Linked DNA regions of Mus musculus: region 2 is linked to region 1. A link is a contact called in public Hi-C data. All regions are on one chromosome and are shown on one strand. The core of a region is the stretch at or near the end of the contact, and the rest is flanking DNA. Distances in the headings are between cores, read along the strand shown.

Region 1 (7,213 bases), core at 2,734-5,233:
CCCTGAAGTAAAACAAACACACAGATGAACTTTAAAAAAATCAGAAAAGTAAAAATAAACTAAATAGTAAAACTGGACATTTTGAACACTACAAACCTCACTTCTCAGAAGTGAGGCATTTTTATCTTTGGTGCATTTGTGTATGCATATGTTCAATTCAGTTGAATTAATATGGAACACATTAGAGATCTGAGTCCTGTTGACAGCTTGTAGGTAAAGAGTCTCAGGCTGTGTCAGGCCCCTGTCATTAGACAATGCCAGTAAACAATATGAAGATGATTACAGTAGGAAAGAAATAAAGAGAAAAATTTCAATTGTTTTAAAACACAAAAGTATCAAATATCTTTTGCAAATGCTTAAAAATTGTATGTACTTTCAAATTGCAATTTTGACTTGTCATTTAATGAATTTAACAAGTAAAAATGAATCCAAATGAAAACATAAAATGGTTTCAATTGAATTTTTTCTTCAAAGGCCTTTAATTCCAAAAATGGTTAGTTTTTTCACACACACTAAATTGTACTTTACCAAGTTTTATAAACACAAGAATGCCAAGTGACTTAACTGTAGATCAAAATGATTGAGTAATTTTATTTGGGGTCAAATTTAAATATGAATGAGGTTATAAATTTTACCACATTTCATTTTTTCTGAAAATGATTTCCTTCCTATATTCTCTTGAAGGAAAATGACTCCTATTATTAAAATCATTACAATAAAATATCAGCAAATGAGAATCAAAATTGAGTAGTTTTCTGCAGTCAGCTTAAAAAAACAAAACCAAAAGAAAAGCATAACAACAACAACAACAACAACAAGCCAAAATGAAACAAACAAACAAAAAAACAAAAAACAGAACCTCCAAAACTCTCAAACAACAAAATAAACCTCAGGAGAGCTGTGGCATATCTGAGTGCATTGCCCATCCCTGTGAACTGCATTGTGACCAGCTTCACAGTTGGCCTGTCTATAGTGTAGAGAGTCATGGCAGAAGGGCCACAAAACACTATCTTGGTTGAGTGAAGTGAATCCACTGTTCTGGGCTTTCAGGTCATGAGGCCATGTGTCCAGCTTCCCTGTTTATTTGTTCTTTTGTTTTATTTTCTGGCTCACCAGTTAGACAATGATCTCCTCCAGTTTGTCACTCAACTTCCCATAGGTCATTCACAAGTTACTCTTCTGAAGATGACTTTATTCTCCATATATTCAGACTGGAGACTCTGGCAGGGAATGTAGGGCACCTGCAACACTACCCAGACCCACTTCCAACCAGAAGCAAAGCCCAGACCTTTTTGTGTATTTCTTTGATTGCTAACATTGTCACTAACTAAAAGTCCCAACACATAGCCTATATTTTGTGACTGTCCTGACTGCTAGTGTGGTTATAAATAGAAGCATTGTGTGGGATTTCCAGGAAGCATCCTTAAAAGCAAGGGACCCTTCCCCTCTTCCTTCTTCCTAGGATCTGGAATGCGGATGTGATAGCTAAAGCTCCAACAGCCATGATGGTCTCCAAGACAACCTGGCAGGGAATCACAACAGGAGGAATCTGGCTTCCTCCTGACCTTGAAGTTGCCAGAAGATCCTGCTTGTCTGTCTGTCTGTCCTGTGTGCCCAAAAGGTCTCAAGTAAGGCTCGCCATGCTTTGAAAAATATCAGCAGTTTATATATCTATCTTTTCTTTATATTATTAGCTCTTAAATAAAAGGATGATTATTATTTTTTTAAGCAACTTTGCAAAGCTTCTAAAATGAAAGGGTTACATTAAAGTGTTTTAGCGAATGCATTCATGAATAAACAAATTTATAACTACGTGTGACTCAGACATTTGCATGGTTCTTTGACTGTGAAACGCACAGATGTCTACACATGTGCAAAACCTTCAAGCGGAAATGGGAGCCCTGCTTTTACTGCTGCATGCTTTATGGTAAGTCACACTAATTTAGCATGTTTATTCTCCTCAATGTAAGAAAAGACTTACAGAAAACACTATTAAATTTCAGAGCTGCTCCTACTCATCACCGTCTCTTGAAAAAAAAAAAAAAACACTTCCATTTCTATTTTCCTAATGCAAAGGTAAGATGTCTCTTGTATCACCAGTGATCACTGGTGCTAGTTGCCAGTGGTTATATGGTGTCTGTCAGAATCAGCAGCAGAATATAGAGAACCCCCATGTAGGAGTGGCATAGGAACAATAGTGACTTGTTTTCATCTCATATCAGAAGAATCCCAAGAGATATTATCATATGTTAACATTTGTTGGAAATATCAGAGTTTAAAGGTCCGTTGTTGAGGGTTAAGGGACTTTTTAGAGGTAGCTTTTGCCAAGGCACGTGGATGAGGCTGAAAATGGAGGCGTGGCATCATGATGGTCAGGCGAAACCCAGCATCACGACTGCTAGGGAGCTTGGTTAAGTAGGAGAATTCAATGGCTTGTTTACTAAAAGGAGACCATTGCTGCTGGGAGCTTGGAGAATTGTTATGGTCCAGAATTGTTAAGCTTAGGGGGGAGAGAGAGAGAGAGAGAGAGAGAGAGAGAGACAGAGAGAGAGAGAGAGAGAGAGAGAGAGAGCAGAAATCGGCATAAGGAGATGTGGCCTGTTCTGGGTAGGATGTTCTCAAAATAACCAGAAAGCCCCAGTGAAGGCGTTAAGCTTGAGTGTTCTGTAAGATGACTAAAAGCTTTAGGAGTATTTAAAGGAGATGAACAGCAGGGAGGGACAGGGTAGGAAGTCAATCTGGCCAGAACAGAACACTTCAAAATGGTTTTATCTGAACGTTTTGAACCCTTGACACTGAGTCACTTAAAGGAAGTAGCCAATCCCCAAGGAGTGACTGAAGACACGGGATATAGATGCTGTAGCTTTGGGGTGCATTTCCCAGTATCTAGAAGTCGGGTACATATTTTGCCAAACCAGGCTGTCCTGCCTGGGGCAATTCCAAAGTAGAGGTGGGTGCTGAGCCAAAGCGATCTCTTTTCATGTGCACAGACCTATGCACCTCATACCACCACCCCAAACCTGGAATCACCATCACCAGCATCATTACTGTGCCCGGAGATATATTAGGAGTGGCTACAGCAGCAACAGGACCATCAGGGAAGAAGCAGAATTTGTTAGATGTAGTGATTAGGGTTTGGAGCTTTTTGCTGTTGTTGTTTTCGTTGTTTTGTTTTGATTTTTTTTTTTTTTTTTGCTTGTGGATGTATCTCCTGCTATTTTTTTCCATCAAAGGAATATTCTGTGACTAGCCCTATGTTCGAGGGCAGGGTTGCTAAATACCCAACAGTAAATGAACATTCATTTGAGCAGCAAGTCCTTCCCCATGCATGTGCTGTGTTGAAAGCTGACCATACAGCTGCTGTGAGTTCTCAGCGTTCTGAGCCAAAGTTCAGATCCTGGGGGCTTGGACAGATGTTCAGGAGGAAAGCAACTGTCCATTCTCTTTTGAATGCTAGCCTACAAGGATGCTTGAGATGGGAGGGGGGAGGGAGGGAGGGAGGGAGGGAGGAAGGGAGGGAGGGAGGGAGGGAGGGAGGAAGGGAGGGAGGGGAGAGAGGACTCAAAATCTTAGTGGCAGATCTGGGCAAAGAAAAGAGGCAGGTCCTTCTTTCCCATTATTATACTGGTTAAGAATCAACCGTGAGCAGAATAGGGGAGAAGTACTAGTAAAAAGGGGACAGGCAGGTCATGAGATCTTAATAGCTCTTGTTAGTACACTTACTGACAATGACGTAACGCAAAATGTCTGGATTATAATTCTAGTCAGGAGCACTGGGCACAGCATCACGGTGTCTGACTCCTTGCGCACGTGCAGAGAGCAAGGTTACTCCGAAAAGAGATGTAATTTTCCCAACCGGGGTAACTCATTTATTTTGATAGCTGCGGGCACACAAAAGAGAGCAGGCGTAGTTGTTAGTTGCAGGTGTTCTTTGGAGTGTGCAGATTGGCAGGGTCTGCGTGGTGGAAAACGTATAGACTTCCTCTCCAAATAGAACCTGGGAAATCATCCAACACGTCCCACTTTCCTGAGAGGAAGCAAGATGTGGGGACGGGAAAGCTGTGTCAATAAGGCAGCGCGGCAAAGGCTTTTGTGATTGTTTTCGTATCATAAATATTCTGCTGCCCAGCTTATGAGCGTGTGATTCCAAACAATGGTAATTTGCTGACATTCTTCAACAAAACTGTGAAGGACTCGGGCTTGCGGTCCCTTCTCGCGGAATCCTCTGTACAATAACACAGAGAGGAAATTTCACGACTTGGGCCACCCTTATGAAACCACAAACGCTAATTAAGACGAGGAAGACTGAATTTCCACCCTGTAATAGGCCCAGAAAGATGACCACGTGAGCTTCGCAGGAGGAGTTTCCTGCTTTGGTGCATAGCTTCATTTCTAGGATAATTTTGAGCTTCGTTCCAGAAGTAATTTATCCGACAGTTCAGGGTCTGTTTCCCCAAATACCTCTGTGAGGCTTCCAACAGACATTAAACTAACTCACCTTCATGGATCCAGTGTTACAGTAGCACAGTTTCTCATGTATGACATTTATCCATTCAGACTTAATCACACAACTTGCCAATTCAACTCAGTCAGCCCCTCCTCTTCTTCCTCTGGCTGCAATGGCCCCAGACATCCTCTAGGTCATCTTTCCTCAGCAGCAGCTGCTGCTTCTAGGTGACAGCAAAGCAGAGCAAAGAGAGGCATCGCACCTCTTGAAGTTCCAGATACTGGGTTCTGTAGCCTAATCTGGAAGACAGTTCAGGGTTAGACACATCTCTGAGGACAGTAATCCTTATGTCTGAGTTACCTTGACAAAACTCCGAAATCAAAGCTGGGTCTATGGCAAGTTTGTTTCATTATAAGGGCAACAATGTATCATTTGTCATCTGAAGGGAAGCTTTGCGTCTTAACAGCTACTGAATAGGCATGGAGAGAGCTGTCACTGTTAGACAAAACTATTTTCTTGTTTTGAAATGGGGGTCTTGCTATGGTGCTCAGGCTAACATTGGTCACCTGGCACATGCCATCCATCTTGTCTACCTCCCAAGCACCAAGGACTATAAGTGTGTGCCACTGTGTTTGGTTCTACTCATGCAATAGAGACAGGAGAAGACAACTGGTGTCATGTTCTGGACCAGGCTCTTCCCTTGAGTAGGATAACCTTATAGGGTGGCTTGACACTCAGGTTTCTCCAGGCATACAGCTTCTTATCTTTACTGATCACTCTAGGTCCAGATATAGTTCAAAATGAAGGAAAGAGACAAAGATTATAACAAGGGCCAAGAAAAGCAATTGATGTACTAGAGTTTGCACGTCAATCCACAAATCTTTACATGATCCATGGCCTTATATTCTAGGCATAATTCTGGTTTACTAACTCTTTTTGACATGTAAAGATTTCATTGATGTTCTAGAAATCAAATCTAGGGCTTTGTATAGGGTCAACAAGTATACCACAGCCGAGAAATATCCTGCATATATGTCATATGTTGTTCAGTATTTCATCTACTGCTCAGATTTTCTGTTTGCCAACAATGTATGTAACTATCTTTATTTTTATATGCAAGAAGTTCTATGAGACACTGGGCATACATGACATTCTGGTCTCCAGAAAAGTCATCCTCTGAGACTCAAGGAAAATAAACACAGAAGCAAAACCAGTGCCGTTGATAAATGATGGAGCAGAGGGGAAAGCAGTTGCTGAGACAACAGGCCCAAGCTCTGGGGGAAAAAATGCTAGCAATGACATATAAGCAATGACATATAAGATGAAAGAAGGAAGCTGGGCAAAAGTAAACCTGGATTATTTGCTATTTTAACAGCCGAAAGACAGAAAAGAAACTGTGTGCGTGACAAAGTAAAGAGTTATAAGAAAAAACATTACCTATATGGGATACTATATATGATGCACAAACCAAAGAATTGGAATTCTATTTTCGAAAAGGGAACATATAACTCATACACTCTTTTAAACATCTTTTCTTTTGACCCTATATCCCCTAGCACCGATACACATACATACATGCATATGTCTGCATACCCATGCATGTGTGTGTATACACACATATACGTACATCTAAGTATGCATATTGTGCTAGTCAGTTTTCTCTTACTTTAACAAAATCCTGACATAAATCAACTTTTAACCAAGACAAGTTTATTTCTCTCACAGTTTCAATTCAAGTTTGGGTCTGAGGATAGTGAGACCACATCAGATTGGAGAACATGGTGGAGCAAGCGTTTCACTTCATGATGTCTGTGAAGCAAAGAGCAAGGAGGAAGGGAATGGGTTAGGTGTCCAACATCCCCTTAAGTGCCTTGCCCGCATTGGCTTAAGGCCTGCCATTTGCCTGCACCACCTAAAGGCAACACCACCTCCGCTGTGGATCAAGCCTCCACACGGGCCTGTAGGTTACACTGAGTCAAACCATAGCACGCATAGATGTAGACCTTCTCCACAGGAGCTCTGTTCCTCAGCCCCGTGTTAGCCCAAAACAGCAGGCACTTATGTAAGAGGAACTCAGGCAGTACAAACTTCTTAAGGACACTCGGAACTTCTCCGTCTGTTTTGGTTTTGCTTCTGCAGTTTCCTCCCTGGCAAGCTTCGCTCTCCGTGTAAGAGAACGCCTGCTTCGGCTCCTTTTAAACATGACTCAGTGGGTGAAAGTACTTGTGCGAGCTTAGAGGCTGGAGTGTAGATCCCGAAACGCAAATTAATGTCAAATAAATTAGTGAGGATGGGTAATCGCATCATGCTTACATTGAGAAAAGAAGACAAGAAAATCCCAGGAACCTCCAGGGCTGGCAAGCCTGGTGCACGCGGAGGCATACAGCCTGGAGACATGGCTGGAATGTACCTGTGTAAACAGACACACCTTCACATAATACACACAAATAAAATGTTTAACATAGAAAGCTAAATTATCTCAAGTTAGCCCCTTAATGATGGATGGAGACTGGGCCATTCTATTGCATTCTGTGCAAAGGAACCAGAGGGAATTGACGATCAATGCTTCTAAGCAGGAACTCTAAGCACTTCCGTTTACCATTGCTCCGCGGTTCCTGGTTGGATATTGGCTTTGAATGTCTAGTTGCTGATATGAGATAAGAATCGGCCTAGGACTGAGGTCCTGCTTGCTGTTGTAGCTAATCATAACTTCTTTTGCATAATGCACCGTATTTCCTTATTTCGCTCCTCGGGTTTCTTAAGAAC
Region 2 (7,213 bases), core at 2,144-4,643, 490 kb after region 1:
CATAGATCATACATTATATAATATGCATGTATGTTATTATATAATATATTTAATATAATATTATGTGTATTAAATAATATATGACATTATTATGTATATTATTGTATTATGTATATTATTATGTAGTATATTTATATATTTTTGTAAGTTACATGTTATGTTTTACATGTTGCATGTTGCATATTGTATGTTATATGTTGTATTTGTGTATATGTTACATGTTCTATATTATATTTTATTATATATATAAAATATACATGATGTCTTTACACTGATCTCACTATCTCTAACAGTGCTGAACTGTGGCAACTGCCTCTTCATTCCTCATTCCCTCCAAGCTAGAAGCACTAATATATGGCACATCCTTTTTATCAGGTGCATCCCTGACTAAAGCTTTCAACAGGTTATTTCCTTTCACAGCAAATATTACTCAGTTGCCTGGTGTTTAGTCCCAAATGCAGCCCCACCCTTCCACCCAGGGCATCATTTTCCTTACATCTCACTTGCATCTCATGTGGTGCTTTTTCTCTTCTTCTCTTCACGTACAGTATCTTCTTTCCTCAGGACATTTTTTCCACTGATGCTGCTTAGCCAAGGCCAAGTCCATTTCCTGCATAAAGCCTCTCTGAATTACACTTGTTTCCAATTATCGACCTCTGCTCTAAAACCCCAAAGCATCAATTCAGAGTTCCATTTCTGACACACTGTCCTTTGTGTTTTTCTTAGACCTGTTGTTGTCAATCTTAAACTGCACTCTTCTGCATGCATCCAAACTGTGGCCTATGAGTGACATCAGAGTGTAAGTGTCAAGAGACACCACAGAACACGAGGAAAACATTTTCTCAGGGGTTCTGTAAGTACCTTTTCAATTATAAGCAAGAGAAATAAATCCAAGTAAAATAGGATTTTGAGAATGGAAAACAGCCTTGTCTCTGGAATGTAAGGGATCTAGTACTGCCATCAGTTCATGGCTCATTAGCCTCTGTGTCCCAGATAGGCATTTCCCATATCTGAGGAGAGATAACCACAGGTATCACATAGCTATCTGTCCTTGAGCAATGGCTCAAGAATGGGAGAAAGACATTCCTTTCTAACGCTGGGGATACAACTTTCCCTGTAATTGGTTAGAAACCCACTCCTAGACCAATTGCCACATTACTATGCTTAGAGTTTGTAAGTGTCAGGTATGAACCATAATCTTCTGTGCTAGGTGTTTAAAGTGCAGTGCTGTTGAAAAAGGAGAAAACCTGGATTCTTGTACATCGTATAGGCTTCCATCTAGTGCATGTATTCTTAGAAATGGCTACTTCCAATGCATACAATAACCATGCTGAAAGTTTGTAAAGAAACCTCTATGTAGGTTGTCATCGTGGTGTTTCTTCATCTTTGGATAAATTTTCATGTATCAAGGAGGAGATAGAATCCAGGCAGCTACAGGAGCCAGCCAGCTTCCCCCACTGTGTTACCGTGATGAGTCTAGATGACAGTGAGGCCCTGCAACTTCTGACAGCTTCTTCAGCTTGGGGTGCATTGGATGCATCCTTGTCAGAGTGTGAACAGCTGCCATGACCTTTCTGCATGTATGCCTCACATGCCTATTTACTTTCCTTCAGAAAAAAAAATTTCTCTTGTTTTCAATTTTCTTTATGCTTACTAATGAAGCTGGAAAAACATATGGTATGAACTTATGAAATGTGACTACTCAGGCATTGCAGTATAAAAAGGGTTAAAACAACCTCCTGAAATTATTACAAGTCCCAAATTCCAAAAGCCAAGTTTTGGCTCATTTTCAAGAATAAGGCCTTGATTTCTCTATGATAAAATCATTCATATGACCACATAAGCCAAATGCTTTAATTTAAACAACAACAACAACAACAAAAAACCCCATGACTATATAGGATTTAAAATACCCTGGAAATATTTTAGCATAATTGGAATCCTGGACAAATTTTATGGTATTTCCTGTACCTTTTCAGAATTCATGAGAATTTCAGAACTATGAGAATTCATAGTTCACAATGCAGAATACAGTTGGGTGCTTCCTGGACTCTGAGCATATTATTGTAGAGAAATCAAATAAATAAAAAAATATTTTCCTGAAAAGTTTTTTCCTTATAAAATTTCAGAGGAATTAGCCTCATGAAAAGCAGAAGTCATTCTCTCCTGCTAAACTCACAACTGGAGTTTCCAGAGCTGAACTGACGTCTGTAATAAAGATTAGTGTTTATTTCGTAGGTGACATGTTTATACTTTGATCGTTAAAAACATGTCTACATTAAACAGCCAGGACCTGATTGGGCTTCCTATTAAAATGGAGGCAATAACCTTAGCTTCCTTAAATCACCTCTCCCCATGCTCACACCACTGCTGAGGCGCAGATACTCTCACTTTGCTCTTCTAACTTTTGATTTCCATGACCAGGGTCAGCAGTTATGTGAGCCATTGGGCTCTGGGGCTGATGCTACTGTTTAAAACTCAGCCCCATTGGCATGACTCAATTCAAGGTTGTAGTGGGGACAAGCACTTCTCCCTTCTAGATTCAATGATGACTCTATGACCTTATGACCTGGATCCTCAGGAGATCAAGCCTTGGCCACACTGAAGAAAGGTCTGTTTTGTGGCATGTGGTTTCCTTCCTGGGTTTGGGTTTTAGGTTACAGTCTCAAATTTCAATGTGAGATGTCACTCCTGCACCTTGGGGAGGATGTGGTGTGTGGTGCATGTAAAAGGAAGAGATAAAACTCTTCTAACCAAAACGGTGTCACCAATAACATAGGATTAATTACAAAAGGGGTACAGTGAGAAATGGACAAGGTATTCGGCTAATGAAACTCAGCGTGTTATTTTATTCATAAATAGCACACAATGGGTAGAACTTAGCATGCTATTTTATTAGTAAATAATACACAAAGAGTAAAATTTACCTGCAGGATTTGGAAGAGTTGCCAAGATGGTATTAATGTAATGATCCCCCCCCCTCACACACACACACACACACACCCTTCCATTCCAAGCAGCAATCTATTATTTCAAAATCTTTACTTTGGCTTCTGTGTTCTATTCAAACACACTCTATTTTTCTCATGGCTGGACTCTATCCTCTTCCAAACAAGTCCACTCAATTAGGAGTTGATTTTTAACTGGGTAGGAAGTTTTTAAGAGATAAAGGGTCTAGGACTAACAAAGGACCAGCCTTGGATGATAGAAGCGTGCTCTGCAGACCTGAGCCATTTGGCACGTAGCCTCTCCACTTCGTTTTCTCCCTCTTTCTCACTGCACAGCACACCAGCTCTCAGGCTGAACCGTTCCCAGGATGTTATCTTGCTTCCCCAGCACTGTGACTCCAGGTCTAATTTATGCTTCTCTGGGTAACCGTGTGCGGAGGCTTGTCATCAGCCTTGCTCTCCAAGCAAAGCCAACTGCCGTCTGCTAGGCACTTGGTGAGCACATTATGTACACATAATAAGATGTTGTTCCCTCCACACAGATGCATGAGGCTAAAAAAAAAATAGCATTATCATAACATCTTCCAGCTTAGCTATTTTGAGGCTGCTGCACCCCCATATTACAAAGCCTCGCTATTTATACGATCATGCATATGGAAGACCCACCCCTCCAGGGAGATGTCAGTCCAGTGTGCTCAGAGACAAAAATTATAGGCCCCCAAACTTAAACATAAACTCATCCTGGCTGCTTATCTTGGTTGAATGCCAGCCAAGTTTATTAATAATTTTTAAGTAAGAAAGAAACAAAGCGATTTTAATTTGATAGAAGATAAGGAAGCAACATGAACAAGAGCTATAGCCAAACTCAGCCCAAAAGGTGAACCTCCTGGGCCATAGGAAATGGGGAAGAGAGCCAAAGAGCTGCCTGTGCTGGCCCTGGCTGGGCTATGACTTACAAGTGACGATGGCTGGGTTCCTTTTCTAGGACTCATAGTTCACCGAGATATCAAGTGAAAGTGTATCTTTTTTATTGGATATTTTCTTTATTTACATTTTAAATATTACCCCCTCTCCCAGTTCCCCCCTCCTGGAAACCCTCTATCCAATCGTCCCTCCCCCTGCTTCTATAAGGGTGTTCCTCCACCCACCCACCCACTGTCAACTCCTTGTCCTCGATTCTCCTACAGCGGGGCATCTATAGAGCCTTCATAGGACCAAGGGCATCTCCTCCCATTGATACCTGACAAGGCCATCCTCTGCTACATGTGCTGCTGACGCCTTGAGTCCCTCCTTGTGTACTCTTTGGTTGGTGGTTTAGTCCCTGGGAGTTCTGGGGTTAGGGGAGTGGGGACTTCTGTTTGGTTGAGATTGCTGTTCTTCCTATGGGGTTGCAAACCCTTCAGCTCCTTCAGTCCTTTCTCTAACTCCTCCATTGGGGACCCCATGCTCAGTCCAATGGTTGGCTGTGAGCATCTGCCTCTGTATTTGTAAGGCTCTGGCAGGGCCTCTCAGGAGACAGCTATTTCAGGCTCCTTTCAGCATGCACTTCTTGGCATCCACAATAGTGTCCCACCTGGAGATCTATCCCATATACAGTTACCAAACCCAGACCCTATTGTGGATGCCAAAAAGTGAAGGCGCACCTTTACTGGCATGAAACCTTCTGAGTGGTCTTAACATAGTCTGCAGGAAAGCAATAGGGACACAAACCACATTGGCCTGACTTTTCAGATTCCATGAAGAATTTCTTCTCCAGAAGAATCGGACCCATTGTGAGGAAGCCTATTTTTATTAGCCCATCACAGCAGAAAGGTAAGTGATTTCATGCCTGTCTTCCAAGAAACTGCAAGACACTCATGCATGCTATTAGCTCAACTAGCAAAGACAGACAGGACAGTCATAGGGAAGGGCTGGGTGCATAGCATCAGTTCTCAACCTTCCTAACACTGTGACCCTTTAGTACAGTTCTACATCTCGTGTGACCCCCCCCAACCATTGTAGCTGTAATTTTGCTATTGTTATGAATCAGAATGTAAATATCTGTGTTTTCCAATAGTCTTAGGTGACCCCTGTGAAAGGGTGGTTAGATCCCCTCAGGGGCCAGTACCCATAGGTTAAGAGCCACTGATATATATTTATTTTATCCAAGTAGACCTGTGGGAGGAAGACTGTCTTATTGAACTAAGTGAAACAGCTCCTGTACAAAGGTTCAGGGGACACTGTGGAAGAAGGAGAGAAAACACTGTAAAAGCCAGAGGATCAGGGAGTTTGCTGTGAGATTGCATCTCTTAGGAATATCAGAAGTTACATCCGTAAAGTCTCATCAACACGCTGTCTACACGTGAGCTGGACAGGGACAACAGCAATAGACATGCTAAAGCAGATAGGAAAAAAACAGTACGCTTCAACTTTACACAACAAACTACAGGCAACTAAGGAATGCCGAGAGTGGGAGAAAGAGTCTTTCCCAGAGAAGAACACGCTAACTGGTTACCTAAAAGTAAATGGTCAGCCCTGTATATACATGCACACACGCACACACACACACGCACACACACACCCCAACACTTACAGTTTTAAAAAGCCAAGAATCTGAAAGAGGACAATGAGTATAGAAGAGGGCTTGGATTGCAGAAACTGCTTGGACTGCAGAAACCGAGGTAATTATAATCTCAAAACATAAATGATAATTGTTTTAAAGATTCTGGTTCTAGGTTCTATATGTGACTTACTCTCTATTACATAAAACTTAAAGCCTCGTTGTCAAAAGCAAAAGTAAGTAATCTCTTTTCACAAATTAAAGAATCTAAAATATATTTCTTATAAATGAAACTCCCCACCAGAAGAGCCTTATAGCCTGTCAGAAAACCATGCTAAATAAGGTCGAAGTTTACCATTGCCATATAGCCTTCTGGTCTTGGCCAAAAATGATGGACTTCCTTCACTAGCAGGGCTGCCCCTTCTCTGACCTTGCCTGGGGAATTCAAAAACCCACACACACCTCTTCCTGCAGAATGTCACATAGCCTTAGTTAGATAACAGCTTCGATTTCCTTTCTCCTGCTAATAGCCTGTTCAGCTAGCACCTGAGATTCCAGAAATGCCTCTTTATGCTAATGAGGCATCTCGGTACTGTAAGCCTTCAACCAATGACCTTTGCTCATCCTGGATATTCTGACACCCTACTCCAAACTATATAAGTCTTGATCATTCCCAAGTAAAGTTGATCTGACTCCCCACAGCTGGTCCCAGTGTCATCATCTCTGTACCTACTCACTGGCCTTCTGAACCTCCACCATCCGTCACCTCTGCTTCCTTTGCCCTCATAGACCAATATCCACCACTGATCCCCTGAGACAGGGAGGGTCATAGATGGCACCCAACCTGGAGCCCTGGAACATGCTGGAAATTTGTGAGTACCCCCTCAAACCAAAGAGGGTAGTGGCATCTTGTCTGGCCATACTGACCTGAGGATCGGCTCCCTCTCCTTTCATTTCTTTGCTATATATTCGATCTGCACATTTGTGGACTGGAAACGGTTTGTGAAACATCTGACAGTTCTTGCTGGGGACAACTCCCTGATATCAGCCAAAGCTTGCCCTATCCTCTTTCCAGACTTCCCAGCCAGACAGGCCCTAGCTCTCCTTTGAATCTTTCCACTGTCACATGTGACCTAACACCAGTTCTGGCCCCATTTTCCACCTCTGAATTTGTACTCCTGGATTCAGTTATTATTACCTCACTAATAAAATCTTCTAGGTGCTGGAACTGACTTGAGGGGCTCCTCAATGAGGCCTAGTTTTCATGGTACTCTACGATATCATGCAATGAGCATCCAAAGAAGGGTAGCAGCTAACAGTCCTGCCAGCTATGATGCTGGTGAACCGTAAAACCACCAGAATGGCGTGGTAACCCAATGGGGTATCGACAGACTCTCTCACTGGAATTAGGACCTTAAAGAGAGAGACTCCAGTGTGGGGTGCAAGAGACCAGATAGAACACTGCCACTCAGAAAGACACTAGATCACTACTTCACTCTTCAGCCAAAGCATGTGCTAGAAGAAATCAGATCTGCTATTTCTGGGAAGAAGGTGAGATGCTGTTATGGTGGGGACCTGAGGAAGCAGACCTTGCTGTTGGCCTGTCAGCCTTCATAACATCATTCCACATCAGAGGATAACACTTTGTCACATCTCTCTGTTTAGCTAAGAGTTTCTCAGACGTCCTTTGGAAAGACAGAACCCTGACTTCTTCTGCGATTGCAAA

The links. Hi-C and Micro-C count contacts between places; a contact is called where the count stands out from the background.
Region 2: a Hi-C map of cerebral cortex shows a contact between it and region 1, with 1.7 times the contacts expected there. The contact joins two enhancer-like sites.

The regions. Positions count from the first base shown.
Region 1 is chr13:110,554,233-110,561,445 of GRCm38.p6, forward strand. No RefSeq gene overlaps it. Among named protein-coding and RNA genes, the nearest start is that of Gm32990, 11 kb to the right of the region's middle. Within about 2 kb of position 3,984, at least 51 of the 459 cell types and tissues checked have an H3K27ac peak or open chromatin away from gene starts, as enhancers often do. A contact at or near this core is called in cerebral cortex, where this site is marked.
Region 2 is chr13:111,041,203-111,048,415 of GRCm38.p6, forward strand. No RefSeq gene overlaps it. Among named protein-coding and RNA genes, the nearest start is that of 4930526H09Rik, 140 kb to the left of the region's middle. Within about 2 kb of position 3,394, at least 47 of the 459 cell types and tissues checked have an H3K27ac peak or open chromatin away from gene starts, as enhancers often do. A contact at or near this core is called in cerebral cortex, where this site is marked.